2 separate regions of the Pan troglodytes genome follow, and region 2 is linked to region 1. A link is a contact called in public HiChIP or PLAC-seq data. All regions are on one chromosome and are shown on one strand. Each heading gives the region's core, a stretch centred on a gene start, on an enhancer-like site or on the middle of the called end of the contact. The rest is flanking DNA. Distances are from core to core; before and after follow the strand shown. Region 1 holds the start of SLC7A1 (solute carrier family 7 member 1). Region 2 holds the start of UBL3 (ubiquitin like 3).

Evidence for each region. HiChIP or PLAC-seq counts read pairs in DNA pulled down with a chosen protein or histone mark.
Region 2: an H3K4me3 HiChIP or PLAC-seq map of stem cell-derived excitatory neurons shows a contact between it and region 1, with 2.7 times the contacts expected there. The contact joins the promoter of UBL3 here to the promoter of SLC7A1 in region 1. A contact is called at or near these places in 1 of 7 Hi-C or Micro-C datasets (stem cell-derived neural progenitor cells) and 1 of 1 datasets of contacts at active chromatin or transcription factors (stem cell-derived excitatory neurons).

The regions. Positions count from the first base shown.
Region 1 is chr14:28,765,186-28,770,811 of NHGRI_mPanTro3-v2.0_pri, forward strand. SLC7A1 (solute carrier family 7 member 1) reads right to left here and starts at 3,262. Exons shown (of 13, transcript XM_009426802.4): 1 at 2,968-3,262.
Region 2 is chr14:29,019,401-29,024,991 of NHGRI_mPanTro3-v2.0_pri, forward strand. It overlaps UBL3 (ubiquitin like 3), which reads right to left and starts at 2,553. Exons shown (of 5, transcript XM_001139173.8): 1 at 1,344-2,553. The coding sequence starts at 1,370.

The DNA of each region.
Region 1 (5,626 bases), core at 2,012-4,511:
TCTGAACGAATGCCTTGGGAGAAAAAGGAACACGGCTAGCAAGCCACCAAATCATTTTCCCAGTTTGATGCCCATCCTTCTGGTAATTCCATTTGGCAAATGTACTAAGCCTGGATTGACAGATCATGACCCACACTGAACCACAGGGGTGGTTATTTTCAAGGCTGCTTTGTAGATGGGTATGGGAGTGGGGGAGGAGGCAGATTATGGCAAAACAGAAAGGGAGGCCACTAAAGTTTATCACAAGGCAGATAATCTGCCACAAATGAAGCTACTACTCTGTTCCCTCACTGGAAGAGAGGTCTAAACCCTGGGGTGGATAGCAGGTTGGCCAGGGATCTGATGCCTCCCCACCCGAGGCCTGGGAAACCTGAGGGTAGGCAGATGTCCTGAAGATCCAGGAATACCCCAGGACCTTTGAACCCCATGTATGGAGGGTCTCCATCCCACAGGACAAGTCCACCACCAGGCGGCCCACTAGAAGGCGGCAGGGGAGCAAAGGGAGGCCATGGGCAGCAAGGAGACAGAGGCTGAAGAGACCCCCCAGATTTGGCGAGAGGAGCCAGTAAAGCTAGGTGAAGGGGAAGGAGGCCAGCAGCCTGGACGGGTGGCTGCAACACACAGGCAGGCACCTGAGAGGGGCCCCAAGAAGATACATCTTCCAGCCCTGACCCTGGGGATAAGAGTTCTAAAAAGGTCAGTTGTGACTTTCAAAAAGTCCCTTTTCCATCCAACATGTTCTTTGCTCAGCCTTCCCATCTCATTAATACAGCAACTCCGATGTGCTTGGAGTCATATTTGACCCTTCTCGTCCTTCCATGAATCCACCGGCCAATCCTATTGGATCTGCCTTTAAAATCTATCCAGGTCTGCAGGGGCCAACTATACAGAAAAACACCACATCCTATCGGAAGGTCTTGCTTGGAGTGAGGACCAAGAGGCAGGTGGAGTGATAGGCATCTCTGAAGATGCCTCTGGAAGAGATAACTCCGAGACTCAAGTATCTCCAAGGTTAGAGGGAAACAATATTTTTCTCCATAACAAGGATGCACTTATTCACATTTCAAATTTGTCCCTAGGATTAATAGCAATCCCTCCAAATACATGGTTGATAATGAGAAAGGATTAATTTAATTGGACATAATTCTGAGCCCTCCAACATAATTATCTATTTGTATGGACTTTGGTTAAAATAAACTACAGACCAGAATAATCAATCAACAGGTATTTAATTCCATCAAAGAATGAGTTCTTCTACCAAATAGAAAATTGTAACTCCCTGAAGTCAACAATCTTGTCTTTCAAGCCTTTCTTTTTTTTTTTCACCTAAAGCAAGTAATCATATGTACAGGAGCACGTGGCTCTAGGATCCAGACCCAGACAAGGGAGTACATTTCTGATCTACTTACTAAGCCCTTTCCTCTTTACTCAAAACTCCTTTGACATCCTTTGAATTTTACCTTTATAATAATTAAACATGATCGTAATATGCTAAACCTATTTTTAAAACCATTTTAATCTATTGTTGACCTTTCCCCTAAGTTTCTATTCTGTTCGTGTGACTTAAATAAGACCTTTTGTTTTAATAACAGGAGGGTGTGTTCATATAAAAATCATGGTAATTTCCACTGAGACCAACTAAAAATACCAGAGGAATAAATGTATCATGGTTTCCTATTATCTGAACCAAACATAAAGGGCAAGAAATGTTAGGAAAAATCCCAGATAAATTATAATTCGAATTAAATACAATTAGGGCATTCGGCCAGAGGCCGACATACACAATTCTACTAGTCGAACGTAAGTAAGATAAAAGGCACATTCTTTAGGGAGATACACCTGGGATTGAAATCTCAACCATCTGGTAACTATGTCTGGACTAAAACCCAACACATGAGGGCATGGCGGTGATGACGTGAGTATTGGGAAATGTAGGTTATTTATTTATTTTTTTCCTGAAGGCACATGTCTGACTATCCTAGTCACACAAGTCAAACACAACTGCTGTCTGGTTCCCCCATCCCCTGGAAAGGGTCAGGAGCTGAACCAGCAGGCTGTTGTAGTACTACTACAGTGCAGCTGCCGCTCTGTGTACGCGCAGGTTTTAGAATGACTCTGACCTGCCCATGCCTGGGAAGTTTTCTACTACGCAGAAAGGAACACCCTGAGAATACGGTGTCTTGCTAAAGGCGGAAGAACTTCCTCTCATTCCAAACCATGTGGAGGGCTTGAGGAACCCGGCCTTTCCAGGCCACACTGGGTCACAAGGAAGCCCACCTAGGGGAGACTTCCTCAAAGCAATCTTGGGGACCCAGACGAGAGGTGCAGGCGGCGCGTCCCGGGTTCTAGGGACAAGCGGAGAGCCAGGCGCCCTAGGTCAGGGCGGCCACCGGGCGGGGATGGCAGCAGAGTCCCTGGGCCGGCCACCTGCCGCGGGACCACCCTCCGGGCGGCCGGGCAGGGTCCCCACCCACGGCTGATGACACATCCCCGGACCTCGTGGTGGGGCGGGGTGCTCTGCACCGCGCCATGTAAGGGAAGGTCTCCTCGCCGCCGGCGGGCTCCGTATGCCTCCCAGGCTGGCCCCCGTGCCCGCCGCCCGCCTACGCACCCCGACCACCCCGTGCGTAGCGGCGCGCGGGTCCACGGACAGGCGCGCGGAGCGGGCATCGCCAGATCGCCCACGCTTACTCACTCGGTGTTGCATCATGCACCACGCCGCGGTTTCAGGGAGCCAAAATGGACTCCGTGGAGGCGACAGTCGCATGGGCACCAGCCCCGCTCGCCCACTCCGGGGCCCGCCCGGCCCTGGTCCTGGCCCTTCCCAGATGATGGCAGCGTTCCCGGCGCGGGGGCCCTCGCCACTCCCGCGCCGCCCTGCCGCGGCCCCACGCGGCGCCAGGGCCCCCTCCGTGATGACCCGGGCCCAAGGAGCTGCCCCCTGCGTTGGCGGGGCCGGGCACTCACCAAGCCGGCGGCGGCGGGGCTCCGGCAGGATCGCGAACAGACAGACTGTCGGACGCACTCAAGGACCAACGGACGCTCGGCCGGGGAGACCGGGCGGGGCGGGGCGGGGGCGCGGCGCGCGGGGAGAGGAGTGGAGGCTGCGGTTAGCGGGAGCCCGCGGCCGCGTGCGCGCCTGCCAGGTAGTTGACCCGCTGCTCACACCTGCCTGCGCTGACTGAATGGGCGCCGAGGGCTGGCGGGTTCCGGCGCCAGGTTTCATCAGCAGTGCGCCCGGCCCCCGCCCCTCGCGCTCCGCGCCCCGCGCCCCGCGCCCGCCCCCGGACCAGGCAGCTCCAGCCCGCTCGGCCGCGTCACCGCCGGGCACCAATGGGAGCGCGGCGCGGCGGCGGCTGCCAGCCCAGAGGCTGCGGCCGGGGACCGACGCGCCCTTGGTGGGCGGGGCGGCTGAGTCTTCGCGCGCCCAGCGCCCCAACCTGGGGTTCCCGCGGCGGGCGGGCGGGCTGCGCCTCCGCTCGCCTTCGCAATAGCTCCGTAGGCGTGTGGCCGTTTCTCCGCCAATCTGAGCGCACCGCGCCACAGCATCCTGTGGTCCCCTGCAGATCCCACAGCGCCCTGGCCAGAACTAGTGCTGCAGGTCCGGCCGTGCCAACCCCCTCCCGGCGGGCCCCAGGGAGCTCACACGGAACTCGAGACCAGTTTTCCTTCTCCAAAATAAAAGATTTGGTATGCACTTAAAAGGTTTAAACTGTTTTCTTTTCATTTTAGAGACAGGGTGTTACTCTATTGCCCAGGCTGGAGCGCAGTTCACCTTAACCTCGAAATCCTGGCCTCAAGCGATCCTCCCGCCTGGGCCTCCCAAAGCGCCCTAGGATTACAGGCCTGAAACACTGCACCGGCCTAAAAATTATTATAAATCTTCATGTCTTTGTTATTGGATTATTTTATTACTACTCCTTTGCCCTTGCTAATACCTTATCCTTGCCAGTTGTCAGAAGAGCCCCAAAGCTTGAATCTACCTGTGCCCCCTTGGCAGTGGCAAATGCACAAACGGCTAGTCAGAACGGCTCTCTTTTGCAGTTACCCCCCAGGAAGTGGCAGAAGCTTCAGTCCTGAATCACACCGTGCTCACCTTTTAAGCTCCCTCCTTGTCTCCTTTTGTACCAAAAGCCAAGCGAGAATCATAATCTTTAAAGATCCAGTGATCTGGGACTTGGGATAGGTAAGCAGGGCATAAATTAATAATGCCATCCTTCTTCTATCTTGTAGGAAAACAGAAAAACAGTGGACGGTGTCCGTGGTCTTTGAATCCTTTCTACAGGTCCTTCTCAAATATCAGCTGCTGAACTATTCCCTTGGAATTAGACTAGCAATTTATAAAGTACATAACTGCATGGTGCTAGCTTCAGAAAAAGTGTTCTGTTGTTGTTGCTGTTGTCATTTGTTTGTTTTTTAGAGACAGGGGTCTCACTCTGTCACCCAGGCCGGAATGCAGTGGTACAATCATAGCTCACTTCAAATTCCCACGCTCAAGCCATCCTCCTGCCTCAGCCTCCCAAGCAGATGGAACTACAGGCTTGTGTCATCACGCCTAGTTAATATTTTTTCTACATATAGACACGGGTTTTTGATATGTTGCATAGGCTGGCCTCAAATACCAGCTGTCTAGCGATCATTTTGCCTCAACCTCCCCTAGCATCTGGGACTACAGGGATGAGCCAGAAAAAGTCCCCAGAAAAAGTTTTAATGAACACATGCAGATGGCTTAGCAGTTGTAAAATGTGTTTTTGTCTTTGTTTTAGAGAGTGGGTCTCACTCCGTCACCAAGTTGGAGTGCAGTGGCAACATCATAGCTCACTGCAGCCTTGAACTCCTAGGCTCAAGCGATCGCCTCACTTTAGCCTCCCCAGTAGCTGGAAATATAGGCGAGCACCATCCTGCCCAGCTTTGTAATGTGCTTTGAACAGTGCTTGACATCATAGTAAGCCACCATATATGCTTTGTTTTAAAGCAACAAATCTGGCCTGTCACGGTGGCTCACGCCTGTAATCCCAGCACTTTGGGAGGGCAAGGCAGGCAGATCATGAGGTCAGCAGATTGACACCATCCTGGCCAACATGGTGAAACCCCGTCTCTACTGAAAATACAAAAATGATCTGGGCGTGGTGGCACACGCCTGTAGTCCCAACTACTCGGGAGGCTGAGGCAGGAGAATCGCTTGAACCCAGGAGGCGGCGGTTGCAGTGAGCCAAGATCGCACCACTGCACCCCAGCCTGGTGACAGAGCGAGACTCCGTCTCAAAAAAATAATAATAAAAATAAAAATAAATAAAAAATAAATAAAACAATGTATCTTAGTTCAATTGCACAGTGGTGAAATGATGCCCTCCACTCACAGAAGGAGATCTCCCAGATCCCACACAGCCTACTCTGTCTGCTGAGGCCACAGTAAGCATGTCCCCTTCTCACAGAGAGAAGCCTGGTAGGATTAAAGACCACCTGCTTTGCCCTTGGCACCAGATCAGGATTTGAATCTGAACTCTACCAGTTCATTTGCTGTGAGAGCTTCTGCAAACTATTTCACTCCTATTTGGAGCTTGTAAATCTTATATTCTTGAGAAAAAAATCTATCCCTTGGTGTTTGAAATATGACTGTGGAATT
Region 2 (5,591 bases), core at 1,303-3,802, 250 kb after region 1:
CATCAGCAGGCTGGGCGCAGTGGCTCACGCCTGTAATCTCAGCACTTTGGGAGGCCAAGATGGGTGGATCATCTGAGGTCAGGAGTTTGAGACCAGCCTGGCCAACATAGTGAAACCCTGTCTCCACAAAAAAAAAAAATTAGCCGGGTGTGGTGGTGGGCGCCTGTAATCCCAGTTACTTGGGAGGCTGAGGCAGGAGAATCGCTTGAACCCAGGAGGCAGAGGTTGCAGTGAGCCGAGATCGCGCCATTGCACTCCAGCCTGGGCAACAAGAGCAAAACTCCGTCTCAAAAAATAAAAATTAAATTAAAATTAAATTAAAATTAAAAAACAAAATAAAATTTAATCATCAGCAAAGTTCAATTTGTTTCCACTGAATACACAAACACTCAAATGTTAACATATGTGAGCACAACTACGTTAACTTCAATTCCTTCACAAACAGGATTATTCCTCTTCCTGGTAATTAAATGCATTATGTTTGTCCTTAGGACTGCAAAATGTAACTTCACACTCACACAAGCCAAGCCCCAGCACTGTAAGGTTACACGGTTACTGTTAGTCAACCGACTCACAACCTTACCCTTTATAAACAAAACAAAGAAAGGCGTCAATAAACAACAGTACTTTTTGTTTCAAGTTCTCAACACTCAGTGATCGAGGCTCAATACTATGTTTCCTTAGCTTTATGTCTAATATGGAATCTACTATTAATAAATATCTGGCATTAAAAAGCCCTGGAATATTCATTGTAAGTACCAATACAGGGTCAGCCTACGTTTCTGAAAATCCCAAAATATCTTTATATTTCTGTTGTCATCCGTATTCAGACATTTCAAAAACCTCACAGCAAATTCTAACATACTTTTTCTTGAAGAGATGTGCATCCCTGTTCTTGAAAAATATCAAGTTCGTCCCTACTGCAATGACGATCTCATCTGTGTCATAAAGCAAGATTCCCGTTTCCCTACCTATTCTCTCGTAGGGACACCCGTCCTCAGCTCTGCCCACTGTCCCTGACGTTTTCAGAAACGTTAAAATACTAGTGTTCGGAGGCTTCTAGCGAAGAGGGAGATGTTTTGTCCCCTCAAGCTACCATGATACATTTCCCTACTTCTCCACTATCTTCAATGCCTTAGAAAACACGACCAAATGAGAGAACCCATATTAAAAGCAGTACTTCCTAAAAGGGGGAAACCAGAAGCTCCAACTTCTCCAAATCGCTCAGCACAGTGGCTTTTCGACAGTCCCCAGCAAATCTTCGCCCCACGCCTGCCGTCTTTCCGATTAAATAAGATTGGAAACCACAATTAAATCAGTGTCATAACTTATCCGTCACTTACCATATCCGCCGGGACATTACTGGACATCTTGCCGTTTGATATACACCCAGATGTTTACGAAAAAAAAACAAAGAAAAAAGAGCAGAAGTCTTCACGTTACAGAAATAAACCACGATTTTGACTGGTTCGTGATGTGCTTTCTCCCCCAAAAATAAAGTTATTTTGGAGCCAAAGTGCCGGTCAGGCCGAGGTTCTGGTTCGAAGAGGAACAATCCCCAGGAGCTGTGTGGCCGGAGCAGGAAGAAACTCCCGGGACAGCAGAGGCAGCCCCCGTCGTCGTCGTCGTCGTCAGCAGCAGCAGCAGCAGCCCCAGGACCGGCCGCGCCAGGTGGACCGAGCCGAGTGACACACGGACATGGAGAGGGGTGGGAGGGGGTTAAATGCGCCTTCCTCCTTTCCCAGCCCCGGCAATGATTCACACTTGCTCCCGAGTCAAGTCCTCATTAAGCAGGAGGAAAATGCCCCAGCGTGGATGTACACAGATAACTATGTAGCTACACATCGACGCGTGAGCCTTGAGTGGCGGCCGAGCGGTGGCCGGACGCTGGCCGCGGACCCTGCAGAGCCGCTCTCGGAGCGCCCGCGCGGACAGCGCGGGGAAACGGCTCAACTCGCGCCGCGGGGGCGAAGAGCCGGGCCGCGGAAACCCGCGCTCAAGGGCATTTAACTAGTTGGAAGCCAAAGCGAAAGACCGGAGCGGGGGACCGACAGCGCGGGGGTGCTCGGGGCCGGCCGGGACACTCCACAGCCCCTCTGGGCTCAGGCCGCGGGCGCCTCCGGACAGCAGCTGGGGTCGGGGTGCATCGTCTCCGGCTCCTCACCGCTCCTCTTCTGCCTCCGCCTTCCCCGCCGCCGCCTCCCCGGTCTCCGCCTTCCCTTCCCCTCCCCTCCCCGGCCTCGCGAGCTCCGGGCGACGCCGACTTCGGCTGGTCCCCGGAAGAGGCCGGGTCCTCCTTCTCCTCAGCCCGGGAATGGTTTCCTCTCAGAGCTTTGTTTCTCCTCCTCCTCCTTCACTTTTCAGTCCCACACGCCGCGGCCGCCTCCTGTCATCGCCTCTCAAACCAACATGGCGGCAGCGGCGGCGGCTGCCTGAGTGCGACTAAGGGAAACGGGGAGAGCCCGGACCCCCCCTCGCAGCAGCCGCCGCCCCCGTCCTCGTCCTCCCTCCGCGGACACCAAGTGCGTCACCACGGAGACCATTCCCTCGAGCATCACGGGAAGTGTAGTCTTCGAGGGTTGGTGGGGGGAGGGAGCCGCCGAACGCCTCCTCACCCAGCTCCGAAGCCACGCCCCCCATAGCAACAGTTGCGAGGAAAGGAAAGCTCCCTTTCCCTTGATTTGGACAAGCTGCTGCCCAGGAGTTAAGTGATACCTGCTACCAGGAGTGCTGTGATCATGAGAATTGTTGGGAGAAAATAATTCTGCATAGAGAAATTCCCTTATGCACGATATGCACACAGAGCTAAAATATGCTGTACCTCCAAGCAGAATCATTCATTTTAATTACAGCACATTCTCCACATCCTGCAATCTCAATGCATTTTGTAGAGTGATTTCATCTAGGTCTCCTCAACATTACATTTTGAAGAACAAAAGCAATCATTGATTTCCAATAAGGTCACATAAGTTCAACAGGAACAAGGATCTCATTAAGCAGTGAGAATATTTGAACATGTGTTTCCTTGAAGACCCAGGGCAATAAAGCTACAATCTACTTAACTGAAATTACCAAAACTGTATTACATACAACAGTGTTATTATATCAAATCTGTATCAGGAAATAGCTACTACAAACTTCATGGGGATTCACCAGTTTACCCATCTGGACCCTAAATTCTATTCTATGTAACTCATAATGTAATTGAAAACCTATATGCCTTGCAGTGATTAGCAAATAGGAGAAAATAATGCCATTGTTGAGACACCATTCAGATGGACATTTGTGATTCTGCATTTTGTTCCTAAATCTGAGGTCAACATCTGAATCCCTATTCATATCTCTCTTAGTCCTTTGACAGAGTACTTTAGAATGGGCAGTCTCAATATGATGCCTATATATAAATGCCAACGAATTTAGAGTCTGAAAGCCACCTCTCCAACCTACAGCTGTGTGACCTCATCTGTAAAATGGTCTTGCCTACCTTCCGGGGTAAAGTAGGGGTAGTTATGAGGATGAGTTCATGCATGGGAAATAAATCACTTTGTAAATAATAATGCATCATTTGATATGAAATGTCACTACTCATTCTCTCATTCAGCAAACAAATGTGCCAGGCACTCTGCTAGGCACTAGGAGTTTAAAAATGAGTCACTGTAGCGAACAGCAGCATCATGTGGCAGAAATGCCAAGGTCTTGGGTTGGCAATGGGGGTTATTACATCCTTGTCTATAGGGCTGTTGAAAAGGGGCAGAATCCAGTCACTGTCCTCAGGGAGCTCATTGTCTAGAAGCCTACGTGATTCCCCACAGCAATCTCTCCAGTTGGGTTTCTCATCAGATGGAAACCCACAGGACATTTAGAGTACCTGCCTCTTGAGTAGCCTGGGTGGAGAAATTCCAAACACTCCTGAGGGCCTATATCACCCTGAGGAAGATAGATCAAATTCTCCAAAAAACCAAAGGCCAGAAGAGAAGAGAGGCCCAAATCTCACTGTGATTAGGCTTCAGGACTTTGTCTAGATATTTCCAAGTCCATAGTTACATGATTTTCCATGGCCTTTGTTATTTGGTTGCTCATTTGCCATGTTTAGCAACCACAGAGTCCCCCTACCCCTACACCAGCCCCCCAGGAAATAAGGGCAGGTGAAAATACTTCAATTGACCAATGAGCTCAGAAGGAATATTGGAGCACATTTTGAAAGCTCTAACTCACAGAGTTAGTCCCTCCACCACACCCTTGACTCCAACTTTTATCCAATGACCTCCCTGGCCATGGCACTGCCTGGCCATAGCACTGCCGGGCCTAAGTGCCACTGTAAGTAGAAAGGCAAGAGTTGCTGTTTGCTGCAGGTTACCACTGCCACCTTTACAAAAGGCAATGTCTTTCAAAAGTTGCTGTGTTTCCAATTACTCTTCTAAGAGGGGCTGAGACATTATTCTCAATAAAACTCATTATAACTCATCCCTAACATTGTTAAGGCATGAGGTAACATTATTGGACACAGTTGCAGATTTTTCCACTCTTTCTTTTCTCTTTGCTTCCCAGCTCAGGCGGGTGAGGTGGGAGGCTGTAGAAAGGAGTTCAGCTGTCCCAAGCAGGAAAAGGTAGCATCTTCTTGACACCAGAAATCTATTGTCAGCATCAGTTGGAAGAAAGTGAATGACACAGCATTTTTGTAATGGGAAAAATAACTTCATAGGAACTCAAAAGACCTGGCTCTGCCACGAATTAGTTATGTGACCTTTTGCCTCTCTGAGTTTCAATTTCTTCATCTGAGAAGCTTGAACTAAATCTCTAAGGTCCCTTCTAAGAGTCTATGAGTGTCAAGTCCTGGAAAAATAGGGCATGACACCCATGGCCTGTTAAAAATATCTTCCCTAAGTGACTACTTATGGGTAGGAGGGATTTTGGGGGAACAGGGAAGGTGGAAGGATGACAACCTAAAATTAGATTTTGGCGATGGTTGTAGAACTCTGTAAATACACAGGAAACCACTGGATTGTACACTTTAAATGAGTAATTTTTATTTGTTAAAATGTAGCAAAATACACGTAACATAAAATTTAACATCTTAGTCTTTTTTACATTTTCAGTTCAGTGGCATTAAGTACGTTCACACTGTGCAACCACCACCACCATCCATTCACAGAACTCTTTTCATCTTGCTCCCTGAACTCATTAAGCACCAACTCCCCTTTCTGTCTCTCCCAAACACCATTCTACTTTCTGTTTCTATGTTTTTTTACTACTCTGAATACTTCATATGAATAGAATCATATGGTATTGTCTTTTTGTGGCTAGCTTATTTCACTTAGAAAAATGTCTTCAAGATTTATCCATGTTATAACATGTCAGGATTTCCTTCCCTTGTATGGCTGATTAATTTTCCATTGTATGTATATACCACATTTTATGTATTCATTTATCCATGGATAGACACGTCAATTGTTTCTACCATAGAGCTATTGAGAAATGAGTGGATTTTATAATATGTAAATTATATCTCATACATTTGTTAACAAATATATCTCCCCCATCTACCATGTAAGTGTCTAAAATGGCTCCCATCTTAAGATCATTCCTGAAGG